Regions from separate parts of the Oryctolagus cuniculus genome. Here region 1 is linked to region 2. A link is a contact called in public Micro-C data. All regions are on one chromosome and are shown on one strand. The core of a region is the stretch at or near the end of the contact, and the rest is flanking DNA. Distances in the headings are between cores, read along the strand shown. Region 1 has its middle 22 kb from the start of NTN4. Region 2 overlaps LOC108176672 (a long non-coding RNA gene).

Region 1 (5,698 bases), core at 2,983-5,482, 170 kb before region 2:
CAACAGATACAGAAGAACCTTTGACCCTTCCCAGAGGAATAAAGGACTCCATGCTCCAATGTAGGCAATTGAAAAAACATTCAGAGTTCTGTTTCCTTAGGGCAAAGAGCTTGAGCATGGAACCTTCTTTGTAATTGACAATGTCCCCAGAATGTCTTCTTAAAGAAAATGATCAGAAAAAACATTTTAATTCTATGGGGAAAATATACACTTTCACAAATAAATACTTAATCATTTATCCAATAAAACCTCTAATTTTTTTTCAATTATTGATATAACTATTTCTCTCTGGTCTTAGTATGTGGAATCAGCTGATTTTTATAAAGACTATTAGCCCAAGTGCTTACCTAATGTCCACTTTCCCTGGAAGAGATCATCCTCCCTGGGTCACAGTGGACCTAATCAATAGACTTGGGCATATTTCTAGTTTTATGGCCATGCTGTAATAACCACATTTGATCATTCTGTCAATTCTTGGTTCTATGACAAATCATTTTGTTAATGCCACATGTTATTATTGTTAAGACCTTACAAATTATTAACATTTAAAAATATTTATTTAATGTTATTTCTTTGAAAGGCCTTGAGAGGAAAACAGCTTCCATCCCTAAGTGCCTGCAGTAGAGCAGGCTGGGCCAGGCCAAAGCCCAGGAATTTAACCAAGCCCTTTACATGCTTAACGGAGATCCAAGTACTCAATCATCACACGCTGCCTCCATGGGTGCACATTAGCAGGAAGCTGGAATTGGAAGTGGAGCTGGGGCTTGAATCCAGGAACCCTAATATGGAATGCGGATGTCCCAAGCCACCCACCTCGTAGCTTTTTTTTTTTTTTTTTTTTGACAGGCAGAGTGGACAGTGAGAGAGACAGAGAGAAAGGTCTTCCTTTTGCCGTTGGTTCACCCTCCAGTGGCCGCCGCGGCCGGGCCAGCACACTGCACTAATCCGATGGCAGGAGCCAGGTGCTTCTCCTGGTCTCCCATGGGGTGCAGGGCCCAAGCACTTGGGCCATCCTCCACTGCACTCCCGGGCCACAGCAGAGAGCTGGCCTGGAAGAGGGGCAACCGGGACAGAATCCAGCGCCCCGACCGGGACTAGAACCCGGTGTGCCGGCACCACAAGGTGGAGGATTAGCCTAGTGAGCTGCAGCGCGGTCCGAAAATTCTATTTCTAAAGCCCATGGGAGACCAGGAGAAGTACCTGGCTCCTGCCATCGGATCAGCGTGGTGTGCCGGCCGCAGCGCTCTGGCCGCGGCAGCCATTGGAGGATGACCCAACGGCAAAGGAAGACCTTTCTCTCTGTCTCTCTCACTGTCCACTCTGCCTGTCAAAAAAAAAAAAAAAAAAAAAAAAAAAAAAAAAAAAAAAAGGCGTAATAAGCTTCTCACCCCAAAGCCAAGTTAGATCACAAAGGTATTTCATAGAATCCCAAGCCACCTGGCTGCTGAAAGACTTTCACATGCAAATAGATCTAGTCTATTTATTTTTGCTTACAGAAACATTAAATTCACCAAATTAGAATCAAGTTATTGAAGAGAAATTTTGAAAAATCCTACTTTCGTATTAATTAACTGCTATACTTTGTAACAATTTTAACCCATTTATACTCAAATCTTTCAAGTTCCACATCCTCCTTTGTTTGAAATCTCAGTTTGTAGGAGGCAAATCTACATAAGAATGCTGAAAGGTAAGACAAATTTCAGAATCTACCACCTTGTGTCTAATGGTTTGAGCTGGCCAACAGAGGAAGGGCTACCTATCCAGGGAAGTGACAGGGACCCGGTCACCACAGGGACTCAGCCACCAGGCCATCTGCCCGAGTGTCCTGGCTCGGCCACTTGGATGGGGGACAACTTGACTTATCTTCTCCCTGCCACATTTCCTCATCTGTACAGTGGGGATAATGAGCGTATCTCTGTTTTAGGGTTGTTATAAGGATCACCTGAGTTAATATTTGCTAAACCTGTAGATCAGTGCCTGGAGCCTAGTAAGTTTAGTGCTAAATAAACCAATAAAAACATGTAATCGTGGATGTTAAAGGGCTATTGTCTAGAGATGTTATAAAAGATTTCTGTATGTTCAGAAAAGTTGGCCTCAAAGACCTTTACGATCCCTTCCACTGCTACATTCTGTTATTCACCCCTGCCAGTACAAGACACGCCTGCCCCCGTGTATCCCAATATTCCTTACCCATTTAAACTTTCACTGTGACTTTGGAGAAAGTCTTTCTGCCCCTCTTGAGTCTATCCAAACCTTAGCATCATCCTCCATCAGATTTTCTCCCCTAGTCTCCGGTGTGATGGATTGCTGTGTTGGATTCGCTCTTGTTTAATGCCCAGATCACTGGGTGCCAAATCAGATGGTGAGCCTTGTGAGAACAGCGGTAGGCTTCACTTAGGTCTGCCAGCGCATAAACAAGTATTTCTTGAGCAAATAAATGGTAGAGGAAGAAGTGAATCGGGAAACAGTTCTCTAGTGATCAGTAAATGCAAGCGAAGGGGATTACATAGTCAAGGTTTACACTGTTCATAAGTGGTTCCCATTTCTAAGGAGTTTTGGTTCATGACTTCCCCTTCCCCCCTTTTTGGTCAGATCTACTGTAGGCGAAATTTTTGTAGATTAGCTGGCTCCCCTTCATTCCTTCTCTTCTGAAATGTGTGGTAAAGCAAAAAACGCCTAGAGCAATAATTTGTGGATTAAAAAAAAACAGCTGCGCATGAAAAATAATTGATGTGGTTTAAAAATTACTCCGAGGTGGAAAGCAAAATGCCTTTTCAACCTACGCTCTAAAAAGACAGCTAAAGCTAATTCCTTACAAATAATGGAAGGGAAGCAGAGACAGGCACATATCTGTGAATAGTCAACTGAATTTAAAATAAGTACAGGTAGAAACTTCAGTATAAAAAAATTAGAAAAGATTGATTGCAGAGAGAGTACACAGCTGAGGTTCGAGAAGCCTTATCTATACCCTTGATAATAGGGTACACATAATTATAGTTACACAACTATAAGAAAGCTGATCACTTTGGCTTCTTTGTAAGTTAACTTTTTTTGAAATGCCTTTGTAGTTTTGGTCCTTTTTTCTATTAGGCCTCTCAAATTTTCCTGGGAGTGACCCAAATGGCAAACATTCTCTACTTATCGTAGTTCCCAAGGTGCTGTTATCACTACTGAGCTGCTGCAACCCACTTCCACCTGGTGTGCAGGTATGTGTGGGACCCCAGAGAGTGGGATGAGACTGGAAGATTCAACAGGATGTTCCTATAGCAACATGACACACACAACAGTGGACTGAATTGTTTTGTTCTTCTGTGGATCTCCATAGACATTTTATCTTTCTAAATCTATAAAAGTATTTTATTCAGATCACTTGTTACTTCATTTGAAATGCTTAGTTCTATAAGACATGCTTAAGAGAATTTTAATTCTCTGGTTCTCTTTATATAAAGAATGTCTGAATACTTAAAAAAAAAAAAAGCCAATATTTTACAAGGAAATTCAAGCAGGAAATAGAAAAGGTTTTAGTCATTATTATTTAAATTGCTGTATCTCTTAGCTAATTCACACAGGAAGCCTAAAAATTAAGCAGCATTAAAATGTGATGAGTCACTACCATATTTCTTTGCTTGATTTGAGCTTGTTGTTAACATTAATACTTCATAAACAGTAGCTAAGCATAAAGTTTAAAAGTATCTCATGCTTTTTAAAAATCTTTAAGTCTTGTAGTATTTAGCAGTGTCTGTATAAAAAGATTAAAAAAAAAAACCCAAGTCTGTATCACATTTGTTGTAATCTTTTTTTTTATTTTTTTATTTTATTTATTTATTTTTTTTTTTGGCAGGCAGAGTGGACAGTGAGAGGGAGAGACAGAGAGAAAGGTCTTCCTTTGCCATTGGTTCACCCTCCAATGGCCGCCGCGGCTGGCTCACCACACTGATCCGATGGCAGGAGCCAGGTACTTATCCTGGTCTCCCATGGGGTGCAGGGCCCAAGCACTTGGGCCATCCTCCACTGCACTCCCTGGCCACAGCAGAGAGCTGGCCTGGAAGAGGGGCAACCGGGACAGAATCCGGCGCCCCGACCGGGACTAGAACCCAGGGTGCCAGCACCACAGGCGGAGGATTAGCCTATTAAGCCACAGTGCCGGCCACTGATGCCTTCTTGCAAAGTCCTCACAAGATAGAGGGGCCACCTAATTACCCTCCCAAAGGTCTCACCTCATGGTAGCATCCCTTTGGGGGTGGAGCTCACCATAGGAGCTTTGGAGCTGTGCAAACTTTCCAACCATAACAGCTTCTTCCCAGGTGAGCTTGTGCAAGTTACTTAAATTCCAAAGACAGGACCCTGGAATGGCTTAGAGGAAAGCACCTCTCTGCTCAGGTTCCAGGGGTAGGGATGGGAAAAGATAAATGGGGTCGGGTGGGGGCAGTGAGAGAGCTGAATGTGAGAGAGAAGGAAAGAGGTCAGAGGTTATAAAAGTAGCTAAAAATGTTCCGTTCTGTTCTCGTTCAACATTTTCCGTTACTTGTTTGAATTTTTCTATTTGTTTAATGGTGAAATCTGTTTGCTTCCTGTCAGCTTCTTCTTAGTCATGGGAGAACTTTCTAGAACGAATGTGCTTGCATGAGAACTGACCAAGCGGGCCCACCCAGACCATGGCAGTGAGATCACTTCTTGTGGCACTTGTTTTCAGTCTGCTTGCCATCTTCCCTGATGTGTCACCGGCACTGTGTTGGGACCACACCCACAAAAACATCAGAAACAGATTTTCTTTAACCGCAGATGACACTGGTTTGTTGGGATATTTTCCACCAGGCCTCATAACTATCTAAGTAATCATGCTTCCTCCTCTTTCAACAAATATGTATTGAGAACTTGGTAAATTGAGAAGTGGAGTTCTCAACGGGTGCCTGGCACCAAGGATAGAGAAGAATTCTTCACAATGGCTGTCCCTGGCTACTCCATAGTAGTGGCAAAGCCAATGTGACTTATGCACTGTCAGTGCAGACTGTTTTTGTAAGTCACTTGCCAACTTTTGATTATTCATAACTTTTTCTTAAAGCCTGTGGTCTCTATTTTTGCTTTCTGTTTCGTCCCTCTGCTCCCATCATTCTTTGCAAACAAATCAGAGCATTCGAACTTTATCCTTTTCTCTCAAGGTCATGCTTGTTTTGTACTCCTCTTCAGGCTCCATTTAGTGCCTTCTTCTTCTGATAGTGCAGGTTAGTTGCATTCACTTATCTTGCATATTACATAATGATATTGCATTTCTGGTATTACTTCTTATGAGGCCTAGGCCTGTCTAGATGTGTAACTGCAAAGATGAACTGGCTATTGTCTTTGCCCTTTTTTAGTAGTAAGGTCTGCCTTTCTAGAGAGCCTTATGGTGTCAATCACATAAAATTAATTTTGACCTTGCTCGGGCATGAGATGAGAGTTCAAAAATCCAGTGTTGGAGCTGGTGCTGTGGTGTAGTAGGTTAAGCCTCCACCTGTGGTGCTGGCATCCCATACGGGTGCCAGTTCATGTCCCAGATGCTCCTCTTCCAATCCAGCTCTCTGCTTGGCCTTGGAAAGCAGTAGAAGATGCCCCAAGTGCTTGGGCCCCTGAACATTTGTGGGAGACCTGGAAGAAGCTCCTGGCTCCCGGCTTTGGATCTGTCTAACTCCAGCCATCGTGGCCATTTGAGGAGTGAACC
Region 2 (5,337 bases), core at 2,413-4,912:
AGTTTGAACAACTGGCAGGATGATGGTATAATCTACTTAGATGGGAGAGAGCGGGTCTAGGGAGGAGTCCACTCCTGGCTTGCTCTTGTTTGAGATGCCTGCTAGACACTGAGTGGGAATGCCACACGGCTGGCTGCACAGACAGCTCTGGAGCAGGAAAGAACCAAGGCCGAAGGCTAGGGGTCTCTATTTGGGAGCCATAACTAAACAGATGATCACTCCGAACATTCAGTGGCATGAGACAAAAACGATCTACTTTTGCTCACATTTGCAGATTGGCTAGGGTTCCAGCTAGGCAACTCCGCTCCTGTCTGAGGTCTACGGGGCAGGTGGGAAGCTCTATTCTCTCTGTCTCCTGTTCTCCTGGGACCAACTTGCCAGCCAGGCAATGCCAATGACAGAGGCACAGGAGGGCAAGAGGAAGCATGCTCCTCAGCTCCTGATACAGCTTGACTTCTGCCAATCTATCATTACTCAAAGCAGATCACACATGCAAGTCCCAAGTCAGGGGCAGGAGAAGTATACTCTGCCTGTGATGACCCCCTGCAGAAAGTGGGAGACAGGAGCAAATGGAGGTTAGTAATGCGGTTTATCTAGATGAGATCACCCGGGATAAGAATGCAGGTAGAAAAAAAAAGGACTGGGCCTTAGACAAATACCTAAGATACTTCAGCATTTTCCAGTCAACCGAAAGAGAAAAAACTAGCAAGGATTTAGAAAGAGCAGCAGTTAGAGAATAATTAAGGGTTAGAGAATAATTAAGAGCACTAGTTAGAGAATAATTAAGAGAACATGAGAGAAATAAGACAGCACAATATTTCAAGAAGGACGCTGTCAAATGTTGCTGAGAAATTAATTCAGATGTGAACCAAGAAATGACTGGCAACTGGCAACCTGATCTGCCAGTCTAGATTTTCTATGAAAGCATAATAGGTCAGGTGAGAGGGAAGACCCTACCCTCTCCTTATGGGTTCCCAGCAGGAAATCGAATTCTGTTTGGATGATCACAAAGATCCCTCTGTCCAGAATGGCGGGATTAGGAAAGTGAGTAGTTGATTACAAGGTCAGAAAGGTTGTCTAACACCAGACTGTTGAAGCTGTTGAACGCCTGGCTAAGAACTTGGAACGCGGCCCTTTAAGCAATAGGAGGTCAATTAAATCTGAGTAGGGAGCGACAGATACTTGCTTTAGGAAGCAATATCTAATTGCAGTGTAAGATGGATATGAAAGATGAGAGACAAATGGCCAAAAGGCCAGTTAGCTGGTTCTGTGGCTCAGACATGGTGCCCAGGTCTTAACCTGTCAAGACAGCCTTGGGTTATCTGAGACTAAATTCCTAAAGCTTGTAGATGACTTCTTTCTCGCCTGCTTTCTCCTGGTTTGGCTGATCTTAGTTGATTTATGATAACTTCCCAACCAAAACCTGGATCTTGACCCTCCAATTCAACTTCCCATCTCAGCACTCATTCATCTGGGAGAAAGTAGTCTCACTTCTTTTGTTTCCATGTGGGCAACACCTCCAGCAGTGGGCTACAGAGGGAGATACAGAACCACAGACTGGGTCACAATTCCAGAAGGCTGCTCAGACTTATCCTGCCCATTCCTGCTACTCTCCTGCCCCAGCCCCATCTCTGCCCCTGTGCTAGACTGCTCACCCCCTACTAAACAGTCACAGAGTTCACAACCCAGTAACTGCCCTTGACACGCTGGCATAGCCTCTGTTCTTTCTCCTCTAGTCCCCCTCATCTCAGATGAGGCATCTGAGGGATTTTCCACCCCATGTAAATGCTGCTCCTAGCTAAAGCCTCACTTGGCCCTTCTAGTGACTCCCAGCGGGGGGTGGAGACAGAGAGAGGTTGTGAGCAAGCAATGACCCTGAAAGGCGGTCAGTATGTCGACTATGTGGCTCATTCTGCACCATTTTTCAAGAAGCCTACAAGGAAACTATACAGACAAATGTCTCACATAATGAAACAGTATTGCTAGCATGGCATAGTAATTTGGTTTGGAACATTTTTTCCTACATTCTCACGCCTGGGTTTCTAACAGATGCACAGAAAGATGAACAGGTGTTGTTTCTAGAACACAAGGATTACTTGAAATGAGCTATAGCTAAAATTGAGAAAACATTATTGGATCCGTGCTAGGATGTTCCTTGTTGATTCTACAGGGCCAGAATGGTTTTCCATAACACATCCGTCTTCAGTTGTTACGTGTGGTATTTCCCTGTTGTCCACTAGCCAAATATTCTTTAGCTGGCTGGTCCTAGCAGGAAATGGGCAAAATCCCGAAACTGGAAATTAGGAAGTAACGGCATTGGTACTCAAATCACAAGAGACAAGGTGAAAATAGATCTTTGCTTTAACGCTGCCAACAAAGGATTGGATGTGGCAAAAGTGGAAACTGCTACCTCATTTGCGTCACTACCATTTAGTAAGAATTGGTTTCCCTGAACTCAGCAGTATCTTTTGTGCCAAAGTAGCTGGCTGAGAAGCCTCTTCGCATGGAATCCTGGGGCTTCCCTGACTCCGGGTTCTAGCCGCGTCCTTTGCCATAGAATCCTTTTGTGATCTCTACCTCTGACTATAACTCTGCCACACTCCTGATGATGGAGCCACCCAGAGCCACCTTGTTCTCACAATACATTTATGTATTGGGCACCGTCAGAAACAGCTCTCAGACTATTTCATCATGTGATCTACTTCAGAGTGTGAAAACCAGACCCAGTGACTCTTGCCCAACAGTGGCCCAAGTCTCTGTAGCACAGTGTACCATGTTGTTCCCCTCATCTATGGCGCCCCCTAGCAGCAAAGTCCTTTTACACTCTAATGTCCCTTATTGCCCCGGGAGTTATTTTTTAAAAAAGATTTATATTTGAAAGGCAGAGTTACAAAGACAGAAGGGGGAGAGAGAGAGACAGAGAGAGCGAACTTCTATCTACTGGTTCACTCCCCAAAAGGCTACAATGCTGGGCCAGTTCAAAGCCAGGAGCTTTTTCCAGGTCTCCAATGTGGGTACAGGTGCCCAAGCACTTGGGCCATCCTCTGCTGCTTTCCCAGGTGCATTAACAGAGAGCTGGACTGGAAGGGGAGCTGTCACAACTCCAAACAGTACCTGTATGGGATGCCGGCATGGCTGGTGGCGGCTCAACCTGCTACACCACAGTGCCCAGCACCGGGAAAGAGATCTTGCATCCGCTGATTAACTCCCCAAATGGCTGCAATGGCTGAGAGTGAGCCAGGCTGAAGCCAGGAGATAGGAACTCCGTCCAGGTCTCCCATATGGGTGGCAGAGGCCCAAGAACACATACCATCTTCTGATGCTGTCTCAGCAAGCACAGCATTTCCCAGGCATATTATTATCAGGGAGCTGGATCAGAAGTGGACAAGCCGGGACTCGAACCAGCGTCCATAAGGGAAGCCAACATCGCAGGCAGCGGCTTAATCCTCCAAGTCACAACACAAGGCTCCTGGATACAACCTTCTCAGAGTTACTCCGCACAGAGTAGCTCACAGCAATTTCCTCATTGATCACCATATTGGCAAATGTTGGTATTGATTAAATCTCACAGCTCTTGCCAATAAAACTTTATTAAGGCCCAAATAAAACTTTGAGTAGGGCAACTAGGCAAAGGAGGAAATGACAGTCACACTCAACGCTGCCACTTTGGGTCTCTGAGGCAGGACCTGGGTCCACTGACCCCTTTCAGCCTCATGTCCTTGAGTGTGTTCTTGGCCTTGCCTCTTTTCCCCACTATCACGTCCAGATGAAATGGGGACATGTGAGTAAAAGTAGCTGTGAGTGTCTCTCTGTGCCTCCAACACAGGCCTACAGTGACCCGAGTTACACTGGTAAAGGAGTAGAGTCTACGACTTGAGCCTAAGCTGAAGAGTCAAGTCTCTTAGAATTTTTATTGAGCACCTTCTGTATGCCCAGTACCAAGGAGTTCCTAGCACTCAGCTACCATCACTAGTGCTGACGGGTGGCCCTGGACGGGTGATTACGTTGCATGCCCTCAGTAGGGATGGTGCAATGCAGGGTAACTGGGCCCTCGAATGGAACAAGCCTGGGCCACAGACGAGCCCAAGGCAGAAGAAGCACAGCTGGCTCCTCCATCTCGCCTGCATCCTGCCTGGAGCGCAGAGTCAACAGCGATTTTATGGTGTGGTCATTATTTTCTATTCCCCCCCTCGGCTCCATGACCTCATGTCTGGTGCTTTGACTGTAAACACAGGGCAAATGCCAAGACCAAAAGGAAAGTCACCAGGAAGCCCGGCTTCATGTGCCAGACCCACCTTTGTGCTTTGGACTGCTGCTTTGTTTGTTTAAAGATGGCAGGGAAAAGGTGCCACCTGGCTCAGTGCTCATTTGCTTCCTGCTCTGTTAGATATTAAACCCCCAACCAGGGCACGTCTAAGTCTCTGTTACTATAACCCACTGAGCAGCCAGCTCAACACCAGCAATGGACTGCCTCCTCCCCACCTCCCCCTCTCTTCTTCTCTCCCCAGGATCCTGTGAGCCGCACACCACACGGTAATAAGCAAGGGGTAAATGTACACTTGTTTCTGGTTCTACTCATAGAACAATAGAACAAACAAAAGAACTGTTAATTTAAGTTTTTGATAGGATAAAAAGATTCCAAATAAGCTTCCCTTAACAAATTCCCTTTGCCATTATAAACTAAGACATGAGCTTACTACCCAGACAATACAACATTCGTGTGTTATTGAATTAGCTTATTACTTTTGTTAAAGTACATTCTTGTGGTCACACTGCTTTTCATTCAAACCTGAAAAAAAAATACTACATGGGATTTAAAAAATAATTGTTATCAATGTCCATATTTCTCCTTGATTAAAAACAAATTTTAAACCTCCCAGCCAAGTTCTCTCAATGTTTTGAAGCTATCTCATAACAATGTCTAATTTATTAAGTCCCAGAACATTATAACAACAGTAAGTCTTTGTGTAAACCTTTGGCAGACTGGAGAGTTTTGGTTAAAAAAAAAAAAAAAAAGAACGTGAGAGATCCAGCAGAGTGCAGTGTCATTTTTGTACCATCTAATCCCCATTACGAAGTGATTTTTATCGAATTGAGAAGTGATCACCTGGCAACATAAACCCCACTGGAAAACCTAATTCAATAAACCAGAGGGGTTATTCCACGTCATCTACATGCTCAAACAAGAGCAAGCGAGCGAGCGAGAGAACACTGGCTTTAAGAAATCCGTACTTTCCAGCCAAAGGCCCTTCCCAGCTCTTGGCTGCCTGATCAGATGTCTGGAATTGTGAAAGCAAAGAAAGTTTATGGGGCTCAGGGGGCACCTTCTGATTTAGC

The links. Hi-C and Micro-C count contacts between places; a contact is called where the count stands out from the background.
Region 1: a Micro-C map of ear pinna shows a contact between it and region 2, with 2.5 times the contacts expected there. The contact joins two enhancer-like sites. A contact is called at or near these places in 3 of 6 Hi-C or Micro-C datasets (ear pinna, liver and an unstated tissue).

Annotation. Positions count from the first base shown.
Region 1 is chr11:98,690,280-98,695,977 of mOryCun1.1, reverse strand. No RefSeq gene overlaps it. Among named protein-coding and RNA genes, the nearest start is that of NTN4, 22 kb to the right of the region's middle. Within about 2 kb of position 4,232, at least 3 of the 8 cell types and tissues checked have an H3K27ac peak or open chromatin away from gene starts, as enhancers often do.
Region 2 is chr11:98,522,091-98,527,427 of mOryCun1.1, reverse strand. The region is part of intron 1 of LOC108176672 (a long non-coding RNA gene); the gene reads left to right. Among named protein-coding and RNA genes, the nearest start is that of USP44, 78 kb to the right of the region's middle. Within about 2 kb of position 3,662, at least 1 of the 8 cell types and tissues checked has an H3K27ac peak or open chromatin away from gene starts, as enhancers often do.